Regions from separate parts of the Macaca mulatta genome. Here region 2 is linked to region 1. Evidence: chromatin contacts called from public Micro-C data. All regions are on one chromosome and are shown on one strand. Each heading gives the region's core, a stretch centred on a gene start, on an enhancer-like site or on the middle of the called end of the contact. The rest is flanking DNA. Distances are from core to core; before and after follow the strand shown. Region 1 overlaps PPP2R5C (protein phosphatase 2 regulatory subunit B'gamma). Region 2 overlaps PPP2R5C (protein phosphatase 2 regulatory subunit B'gamma).

Evidence for each region. A called contact is a pair of places that touch in the nucleus more often than the background predicts.
Region 2: a Micro-C map of CD4 T cells shows a contact between it and region 1, with 6 times the contacts expected there. The contact joins two enhancer-like sites. A contact is called at or near these places in 4 of 14 Hi-C or Micro-C datasets (CD4 T cells, blood, cortical neurons and 1 more).

What each region holds. Positions count from the first base shown.
Region 1 is chr7:175,124,972-175,129,742 of T2T-MMU8v2.0, forward strand. The region is part of intron 2 of PPP2R5C (protein phosphatase 2 regulatory subunit B'gamma); the gene reads left to right. Among named protein-coding and RNA genes, the nearest start is that of PPP2R5C, 20 kb to the left of the region's middle. Within about 2 kb of position 2,825, at least 7 of the 40 cell types and tissues checked have an H3K27ac peak or open chromatin away from gene starts, as enhancers often do. A contact at or near this core is called in CD4 T cells, where this site is marked.
Region 2 is chr7:175,235,754-175,240,524 of T2T-MMU8v2.0, forward strand. It overlaps PPP2R5C (protein phosphatase 2 regulatory subunit B'gamma), which reads left to right. Exons shown (of 15, transcript XM_015144500.3): 8 at 2,566-2,625. Among named protein-coding and RNA genes, the nearest start is that of DYNC1H1, 78 kb to the right of the region's middle. Within about 2 kb of position 2,463, at least 5 of the 40 cell types and tissues checked have an H3K27ac peak or open chromatin away from gene starts, as enhancers often do. A contact at or near this core is called in CD4 T cells, where this site is marked.

The DNA of each region.
Region 1 (4,771 bases), core at 1,575-4,074:
GATACTAGACCCTTATGTAATTTGCAAATATGCTCTCCCATTCTGTGGGTTGTCTTTTCACTTTCTTAATAGTGTCCTCTGCACAAAAATGTTTAATTTTTATGAAGTCTGGTTCATCTGTTTTCTTTTTAGTTGCTCACGCCTTTGGTGTCATAGCTAAGGAACCATTGTCAAATCCAGGGTCATGAAGCTTTACCTTTGTATTCTTCTAAGAGTTGTGTGGTTTCAGCTCTTCTGTTTAGGTTTGTGATCCATGTTGAATTAGATTTTTTCCTGTGGTGTGAGGGGGGATCCAACTTCATTCTTGTCCATGTGGCTCTCCATTTGTCCCAGCATCATTTGTTAAAGAGACTGTTCTTTCCCCAGTGAATGGGCTTGGCTCTCAATTGTATTCTATCAGTCTGTATGTCTATCCTTATGCCAGTATCATACTACCTTGAGCCAAATGCACTTTTAAAAGATCTGAGGCTGGGTGCAGTGGCTCACCACACCTGTAATCCTAGCACTTTGGGAGGCCACAGTGGGAAGATTGAGCTCAGGAGTTCAAGACCAGCCTGGACAACGTAGTGAGACCTTGTCTCTACAAAAAACACAAAAATTAGCCAGACATGGTGGCGAGTGCCTGTAGACTAAGCTACTCAGGAGGCTGAAGGAGGAGAATCACTTGAGCCCAGCAGGTTGAAGCTGCAGTGAGCCATGGTTGTGCCACTGTACTCCAGCCTGAGTGACAGACAGACCCTGTCTCAAAAAAAAAAAAAAAAAAAAAATTAAAAATAAATAAAATGTCTGAAAAGACATACAAAACTAGGTTTTGTCTGGGAGGACAAGTAGTTTGGTATTGCTGGAACATCAAGTGTGCATGGAAGTGGTTGTGTGAAGGCTGGAATTAAGGACCTGAGAGACGGTGACTGTGTGAAGGAGATGCAGCAAGCTCTGGAGCCTCCTGAGTGTTGCCAGATAACGGGGACATGAGATGTGTCCGTGCTCTCAACAAGCTCAGAATCTCTTTGTAGAAGCAGACATGGGATTCCAAGCCTGACGTAAGTGTAAGGGAACCCTCCTAAGAACACTGAGGAGATTGTGGGGCCTGACTGCATGTGTGAGGAGTGGGGAACACGTTAAAGAGAATGGCGTTTGAGCTAGAGCTGAAGGCTGAGTAGATCAAAAGCTTTGTGTGGGGGTGAGAGTTTGGAAACGGGAAGAGGGCATTTCATGCTGGAGAAACAGGCATTGAAACAGGGCAGGGTCAGAAGACATTTGAGAATCTGAGAGTGGCCCAGCATTCCTGAAATAAAGGAGAGACTCATCTCTTCCATACATTGAGAGATGAGTCCTGGAAAAATAAGTGTAGGGGAGACAGCAGCCGAGCTCAACCCCATGCTTTGGGGTTTGAACTTTCTCCTGCAGGCAGTGGGGAGCCGCTGGCATCTCGTGAGCAGGGCAGTAGTCTGATGGACCTTTAGAAAAGTCAGTCCGGTAACCATATGAAAATATGATCGGAGGCAGCTGTGGTCACCACTGTACCACCAACACTGAAAATATGATTGGGAGAAAGATGAGGGAAGGTGTTCTGATTGTCTGGTCTACAGGAGCTGGGGTTAATGCAGGGCGGAATAACGTGTTCATTTGGACTATTTTCACATACACAGTAGTCGAGGGAATCATATAGGGAAGCCCCAGGTCCCTGTTGCCCAGCCTTGGCCGTCATCCACATGCAACCCGGCTTGCTTGTCTTATCCAGGCCTCCTCCTCCACGGGCACGGCCCTCTTCCCACACTACATTATTTTGAAGCAAATCTCAGTCATCATATTTTATTTGTAAGTCCCACCTGTGGTGTCCTTCAGCAAGGACTCTAAGAACCAGAACGTGATTGTCACACCTAAGAATATTAACTGCAATTGCTTAGTCTCAGGAGTAAGCATTAAATCTCCCCTCCCCTCCTCCCTTTTTCAGTTGGTTGGTTTGAGTCCTGAATTGAATTGAGTCCTGAGATCCAAATCAGGCACATACATTACACTAGGTTGTGATATGTGCTGGTTCCTCCTCTCCTTCTTCTCCCTGAAATTTAATTGTTAAATCAGGTTGTTCCCATACATTTGAGGGATATGATAGTCAACCAAGGGTGATTTTGCCCCCCAAGGGACATTTGGCAATGTTTGGAGACGTTCTTAGTTGTCACCGCTTGGTGGGGGGCGCTGCTTGCATGTAAGGGTCAGAGCCCACAGCGGAGGCTCACCTGGGCTGAAGTGTGGTGGCGCGACTGCCGGGTGCTGCGGGGAGGACAGCTCCTGCCATTCCCCCACGTTCCCTGCGTGCAGATCGCATCCCTGTTGGTTCACACACTCCCCTCTCTCTTGTATTTTCCTAAGAACTGGTGGTTAGACCTCAGGGCTTGATCAGATTCAGGCTGGACTTTCCGGCATTAAAAATACTTCTTAAGTGGCGTATCACTTAGTCCTTAGCACATAAGTGGTGGCAGTTTGTTCCGTTTGATAAAATTGCAGAGAGGGAGGATTTTGAGAGGCACTGGAGCATGGACTTGCGCGGGTGTGGGGGGTAAGGGGGAGTTGGGGCCCAGCATTTGGCTCAACCCCAGACCCAGAGTCCAGGGACTGAGGCTCGGGCTTGGCCGCAGCACTGACTGGGTGATTTCAGGCGCTCACCCCACAGCCTGAGCCCTGCTTTCCTCTCTGTAAGCTAAGGATGCACCAGCTCGGCCTGAACCATGGAAAAACGCCGGGCAGCCGCTCCCCAGCCTTCCTCCCTAGCTGTCTCCCTCAAGCTGCAGGTGCCTTGCATTGCCGCCACCGGAGGAGTCTGTAGTTTTAGTTTTACGGGACATCCGAGGAGCAGGGAGGGAGCCGGGTGTCGGGGCTGCGGCAGGGTCCCCTCCGGGCTGTCCACGAACCAGCGGTGTTGGTGGTGTCTGACACCCAGGAGGAGGGCTTGTTTACAGCCACCGTGTTTCCCGGGACCCTGGCTTCTGTCCTCTGCCCAGGGACCCCTTCAGACCTTCCCCACCCTCCCAAGCCTCAACCCGCCCTGCGTCTCCCGGTGGCACAGCGACCTTGGCGGCTTTGGCCCCTGAGCCGCTAGGCTGCCGGGCGCACCCGTGTGGGCTCCCGCCGGGCCCTCCTGCCGCCCCCCAGCCGCCCCGCCCCTGTCCTAGCTAGCCTGCGCCTTCCTGGGCGCCTGACGCACCCCTCTGCCCCAACCACGTTTTCTCGAGTGTCGTCTGTCGCGGCCTTCCAAGGAGACCCTCAGCTCCCCCCCGGCCGCCTCCAGAACCTCCGGCATGGGCCCCAGGACGCGGTCCCGCCTCGCCCCGGAGCCCGAAGGAGGGGAGCCGGCCCCCCGGGGAAGAAGCGGAGGATGCGGATCTGGCCTCCTGCGCTGCGCCTCCAACCCTCTGCTTGGCCACGCGCGAACCGCGCTCTCCCGTTTCCTTTCCGTCCCGTCTCGGGGGCTTCGTCCTCTCGCCGTGGCCGTGGCCAGGCGTCCCGGAGCGGCACCCAGGATCCCGCCCCAGCACCCGCTCCCTCTCGCACCCTCGTCTGCGCCCACCCGCCCTGGGCAGCTGCTCCCAAGGGAGCCCCTCGCCCTCCCTCTCTCCTTCCCTCCTTCCCTCCATTCTTCTCTCCCTGTGTTCCTCCTTCCCTCTCTCTCTCCTTCCCTCCCTCCCTCTCTCCCACTTCTTTCTTTCTCCCTCTTGCCACTCCCTCTCTCCCCACCCTTTCTTACCCCCCGTTTCTCTCCCCCTACCCCTCCTTCTCTCTCCTCTCTTTCTCCCCATCCCTCTCCCTCTCTCCCCCCTTTCTCCCCCTCCCCCTCACCCCCTTTCTCTTTCTCCCCCCCCCCGTCTCCCCTCTCTTTCTCCCCCTCCCACTCCCTCTCTTTCCCCTTTCTCTCCCTTTCTCCCTCCCCTCTCTCTCCTCTCTGTTTCTCCCCCCCTTCCCCTCCCTCTTTCTCCCCCTTCCCCCCTCCCCCTTTCTTTCTCCCCCTTCACCTCCCTCTCTCCCCCCTCTCTCTTTCTCCCCCCCCACTTTCTGCTTTTTCTTTCTCCACCTTCCTCTCTCTCCCCCTCTCTCTTTCTCCCCCTTCCCCTCCCTCTCTCCTCCCTCTCTTTCTCCCCCTCCCCGCTTCCCCTCCCTCTCTCTTTTTCCTCCTCCCCCTTCTCTCCCCCTCCCCCTCTCTCTTTCTCCCCCTCTCTCTCTCCCCCTTCTCTCCCCCCCTCCCCTCCCTCTCTCCCCCTCTCTGTCTTTCTCCCCCTCTCCCCTCCCCCTTTCCCCCTGTCTCTTTTCTCCCCCTCCCCCTCCCTCTCTCCTCTTCTCTCTTTCTCCCCCTCCCCCTTTCCTCTCTATCCCCTCTTTTTCCCCCTCCCCCTTCCTCTCTCCTCCTCTCTTTCTGCCCCTCCCCCTCCCTTTCTCCCCCGTCCCCCTCCCTCTCTCCCCCTTTTTCTCTCTTTGTCCCCTCCCTCTCTCCCCCCTCCTTTCTCCCCCTCCTCCTCCCTCTCTCCCCCCTCTCTCTCTTTCTCTACCTCCCCCCTCCCTTTCTTCCCCTCTCTCTCCCCCTCCCCCTCCCTCTCTCTCCCCCTCTCTCTCCTTCTTCCCCTCTTTGAGCCCAAGTTCTTGGTGGCATCTGCTTTGGGCAGCTCTGCAGCTCGTTCCTCAGGGAGGTCACCTCACCTTCCCAGGGACAGACAGTGTCTCATGCAGACAGAGCCTGCCCTCCTGAGCTGATGTCCCATCAGGGAAGAAGATGTCCCCTCAG
Region 2 (4,771 bases), core at 1,213-3,712, 110 kb after region 1:
AGTGAGAAACGCTCTCGCCGGCTCCCAGGGATCTCTGTTTCCCTCCCATGGTGTCCCTGTTTGTCTTCTGCTGGAAAAGGAAGAAGGAAAAGAACTGTCTTTATTTTCTCTTTCTTCTGCCTACTTCAAAGCAGGTTTAAAAAATTAGAAATTAAGAATTTATCAGTAAGAATGTAGTAACATTGATTTAGGAAAACAAAATGGCTTGTAACAGCAAGCCACCCTCATGTAAATGTTAGAGCTGATGGAGCTAGACCAGAAGGGGTTCAGGGCTCTTTGCCTCGGAGGGGCCCAGAGCACAGCTCCCCAAGGCCCCTGCGAGAGGAATAGTAAACTGAAGCCACACGGCTGCAAGGGAGCCTGCGGGTGAGTTTGGTAAATTAAAGCACCTCTCAGCGTAGACACACACACTGACTTCTGCCTGGGCGCAGCTTCCAAACGTCAGGGTAGGCGCAGGCTCAGGGACACCAGGGGAGAGCATTTTCTGTTTCTTGTCATGGCACCAGTGTCGTTCCTGTCACCCACGGCACCAAGCTTTGCCCTCGTGGCGTTTCTCCCTCGCTCTCAGGCTTTGGCCACATGCGTCGTTGTGCTGCTGCGTCTCGCTGCTAACGGTTCTGCTTTCTGGCGCCTGCAAGAGCAGATCTCGGGTTTTTTTGTTTTGTTTTGTTTTGTTTTGAAACAGGGTCTCTGTTGCCCAGGCTGGAGTGCAGTGGCACCACCTCAGCTCACTGCAACCTCCATCTTCCGGGTTCAAGTGATCCTCCCACCTCAGCCTCCCAAATATGTGGGATTACAGGCATGTGCCACTACACCCGGCTAATTTTTATATATTTAGTAGAGATGGAGTTTTGCCATGTTGGCCAGGCTGGTCTCGAACTCCTGATCTCAGGTGTTCTGCCTGCCTCGGCCTCCCAAAGTGCTGGGATTACAGGCATGAGCCACTGTGCCCGGCCAGATTTCGGTTTTTCTAAGCTGGCCTTCCACCCTCTCCACGCATCTTGCCCACCCAACTCCACGTCACCGACCTTTGTTCCAGCCAGAGTTCTTCTCCCTGTCCACACTGCCATTAAAAAAAAAAAATCGGTTAAAATCCTCCTTCAGGACCCAATTCAAGCACCACCTCTCAGTGCATTCTGATCGTTTGGGAACATAGAAATGTTAAGACCCATTCTTCAAAAATATTTCACGCCTGTGGATGTTAAGGTCACTCTATTTCATTTGTTTCAAACAAAGTGAATGAAATTTCAGAGTTGAATTTTTTTTTTTTTTTTTTTTTTTTGAGACAGAGTCTCGCTCTGTCGCCCAGGCTGGAGTGCAGTGGCCGCATCTCAGCTCACTGCAAGCTCCGCCTCCCGGGTCTACGCCATTCTCCTGCCTCAGCGTCCCGAGTAGCTGGGACTACAGGCGCCCGCCACCTCACCCGGCTAGTTTTTTGTATTTTTTTAGTAGAGACGGGGTTTCACCGTGTTAGCCAGGCTGGTCTCGATCTCCTGACCTTGTGATCTGCCCGTCTCGGCCTCCCAAAGTGCTGGGATTACAGGCTTGAGCCACCGCGCCCGGCCCAGAGTTGAATTTTTTAATCTTCTCAAACTTATTTTTGACTTAGAGCTGTCTCGAATCAAATGGTTTTCATCTGATGGGCAGGGATCTTTCAGACCCTCTCACTTCATGCAGGACACCCCTCGTGGGCTGCTCTAGACCAACCCCAGGTGCTCGAGGCTTGGGGCAGGAGAGATTCCTTTGTTTCTGTAGGACCCCTTTTTGGGGAGGACATTTTCCTGTTTCCTCACATGTCCCTGTTCCCTCTCCTTGTCCCCAGTTTATTCAGCAGACGTGTTTTCATCATCAAACAGATGCCAGGCTTGCTCCTAGTCCCGGGAACACAGTCACGAGATGGTGGCCCCATCTGAAGGGAGACGGGCTGGCGCAGAGGGTGGGGTGCCTGTCCCGGGGGTCCCCTAGAAGCAGTGCAGTGGACAGAGACTTCTCAGAGGAAGGGAGCGGGGTCTGTCACAGATGGGTGCTTCAGAAAGATCACACCTGAGCAGCGCGGAGGATGTGTGTGGGTGTCAGTGGGAAACTGGGCAGGTAGAATCAGAGGTGTTCAGGAATCACTCCTACCCTTTGCAGGAACTGTGCTAAATATTGCAGGCTTTAAAATTAAGACATAGGCTTATGTTGAAATATGGCTGAAACGTAAGATGGGTTAACGAATGAGTAAAAGGTGGATGAACAGATGTGTATGTGATCAAGCAGATGGAGCGCATTGCTCGTGGTCAAATCTGGGTGTTGAAATGGGTGTTCACTGTAGAATTCTTTCAGTTTTCCTAGATGCTTGAAATTTTTCAAAATAAAATATTGAGAAAAACATTTGTGCAAGACCTGCCCTTGAGGCATTTACAGCTGCAGGCCTTGAGGAGTTTCTTTGGTTCCTGACGGGCTGTGTGTTTGCACAAATAGACGCGCTTCTTGTTACCTGGCTCCGTGGCTCCCCCTAGGGCATTGTTTTCTTATTCACGTTAGTTCAGTGTCCAATTCTAATTGGAAAATTGTTTTTTCTAGGTTTATTTATGAAACAGAGCATCATAATGGCATAGCAGAGTTACTGGAAATATTGGGAAGGTAAGCCTCTGTGTTATGGGTAGCAAACGGCTGTGGATGGAATTTATACCAGAGTGATCCATTTCATTGAGTTCGGCTGCCCCCTTTAAAGCAAGGCAGTTTAAACCATTCTCTAAAAGAACTCAAATAAAATTTCACTTAGAGCAGGAGTTGGTGAGCTCTTAGATTAGAACATGCCAAATGACAACTCTCTCCCATTTTTATGGGTTCTGTACGTAGATTCTGCTTCGTATACCTCAATATCATTACTATGGAAACAATTCCGGTTATTTCCTCAAGAGCAATGTTAAAAATAGTTACCTAAGAAGGTTTATATTAGAAGCTTGGAAGAATAGATTGTGCATTTGGGGTATCATGTAAATGCTAATATTTTCAATTACTTTGGGTTTTTATATGTATATTTATAAAATAATTAACATTTCAAAACTTTCATCATCTTTATCCAAGTAAAGTTTTTACTCGCCTTTTTTTTTTTTTTTTTTTTTTCTTTTTCTTTTTGAGACTCTTGCTCTGGCGCCCAGGCTCGAGTGCAGTGGTGCCATCTCAGCTCACTGCAGTCTCCGCTTCCCTGGTTCAAACGATTCTGCTGCCTCAGCCTCCCAAGTAGCTGGGACTACAGGTGCCCGCCACCATGCCTGGCTAATTTTTGTATTTTTAGTGGAGATGGCGTTTTTCCTTGTTGCCCAGGCTGGTCTCGAACTCCTGGCCTCAGGTGATCTGCCCGCGTCACCTCCCAAAGTGCTGGGATTACAGGCATGAGCCACCAGGCCTGGCCACTTTTATTTAATTGATAACGCGTAGATTTTATATTAGACCTTCTAACCCACTGTTTGCCAGAGTCCTCAGGGTCCCATGGCTAGTAAGTGTGGAAGTGCTTTTCCCTGCACCTTTGTAGGGCAGTAGTGTAGATGGGCAGCTCAGGGTTCTCGGGAGTCTGTGGTGGAGAAGCCTGGCGCTCTGGGTGGACCTGGTGACTCCCTGCAGCTCCTGAGCACAAGACTCTCTTCTCACAGTGGATCAGGTCCCGCCCAGTAGTTCTGAGAAAAGCTATTCTTGCCATTTTAGATGTAATTTGAAAAAATGTCCTCGTTGACAATTCTACTTTTAGTTTAGACAAACTTGGGTGGGGTTTCTCCTCAGTGCAGTGCAGTGAGTGGTGAAGAGGATGCTTGCAAGATGTGTGACTGTGGGCAGGTACTTCTATAAGCTGGGAGAATCGTCGCATTTGCCTCCGAGGTTGTTGCAGGGACCAGAGCACTGTATGACGTGTGTTCCACAGCCCGCCACGCTGCGTGCATAGGGCCCCTGAGTGTGTAGGGCCCCCGTGCAGCTCCCACCGAGAAACTGATTAGTTGTATCTTTCTTCCAGAAGAGGTTGAGCCTGCGGGTGACCCTGTGAGTGAGCACACCCTCCTTGATGGGCCGCTCCAGGCTCGCCCTTCCCGCATTGCCCGCTATGCCGAGCAGAGTGAATAATGGAAGACTAAGTTAGAGACAGCTCTGTCTACTTCTGCAGCTCAGTGACAGTCACTTCCGTTTGCCTAATCACAAAACCAAGACAATAAACTAGTTGTTTGAGACAAAAACTTTGCTTTGGAGGCTCTAGGTAGGACCACCTTTTCATGCACAAGAGAACAGCTTTCTAACTGATTTTTGTTTTTGTTTTTGTTGTTTTGTTTTTCTTTTTGTGTGTGAGACAGAGTCTAGCTCTGTCACCCAGGCTGGAGCGCAGTGGCTGGATCTCAGCTCCCCGCAAACTCCGCCTCCCAGGTCCAAGCAATTCTCTGCCTCAGCCTCCCAAGTAGCTGGGATTACAGGAGCCCGCCACCACACCTGGCTAATTTTTTGTGTTTTTAGTAGAGACGGGCTTTCACCATCTTGGCCAGGCTGGTCTTGAATTCCTGACCTCAGGTGATCCGCCCACCTCAGATTCCCAAAATGCTGGGATTACAGGTGTGAGCCACCGCGCCTGGCCCTGATTTTTAACCAGCCCTCATCCAGTGTCCACGGGTCTCTGTTACCAGCATTAGAATAACGTATCTGAATTACTCCAGGCAGCAAGAATTCCTACAGATGGATAAGGCTGAGGGAAGGTGCTGGGTGGGGGGTCCCGCGTGAACTGTCCCGTCTTCCTGGCCTGTTTAGG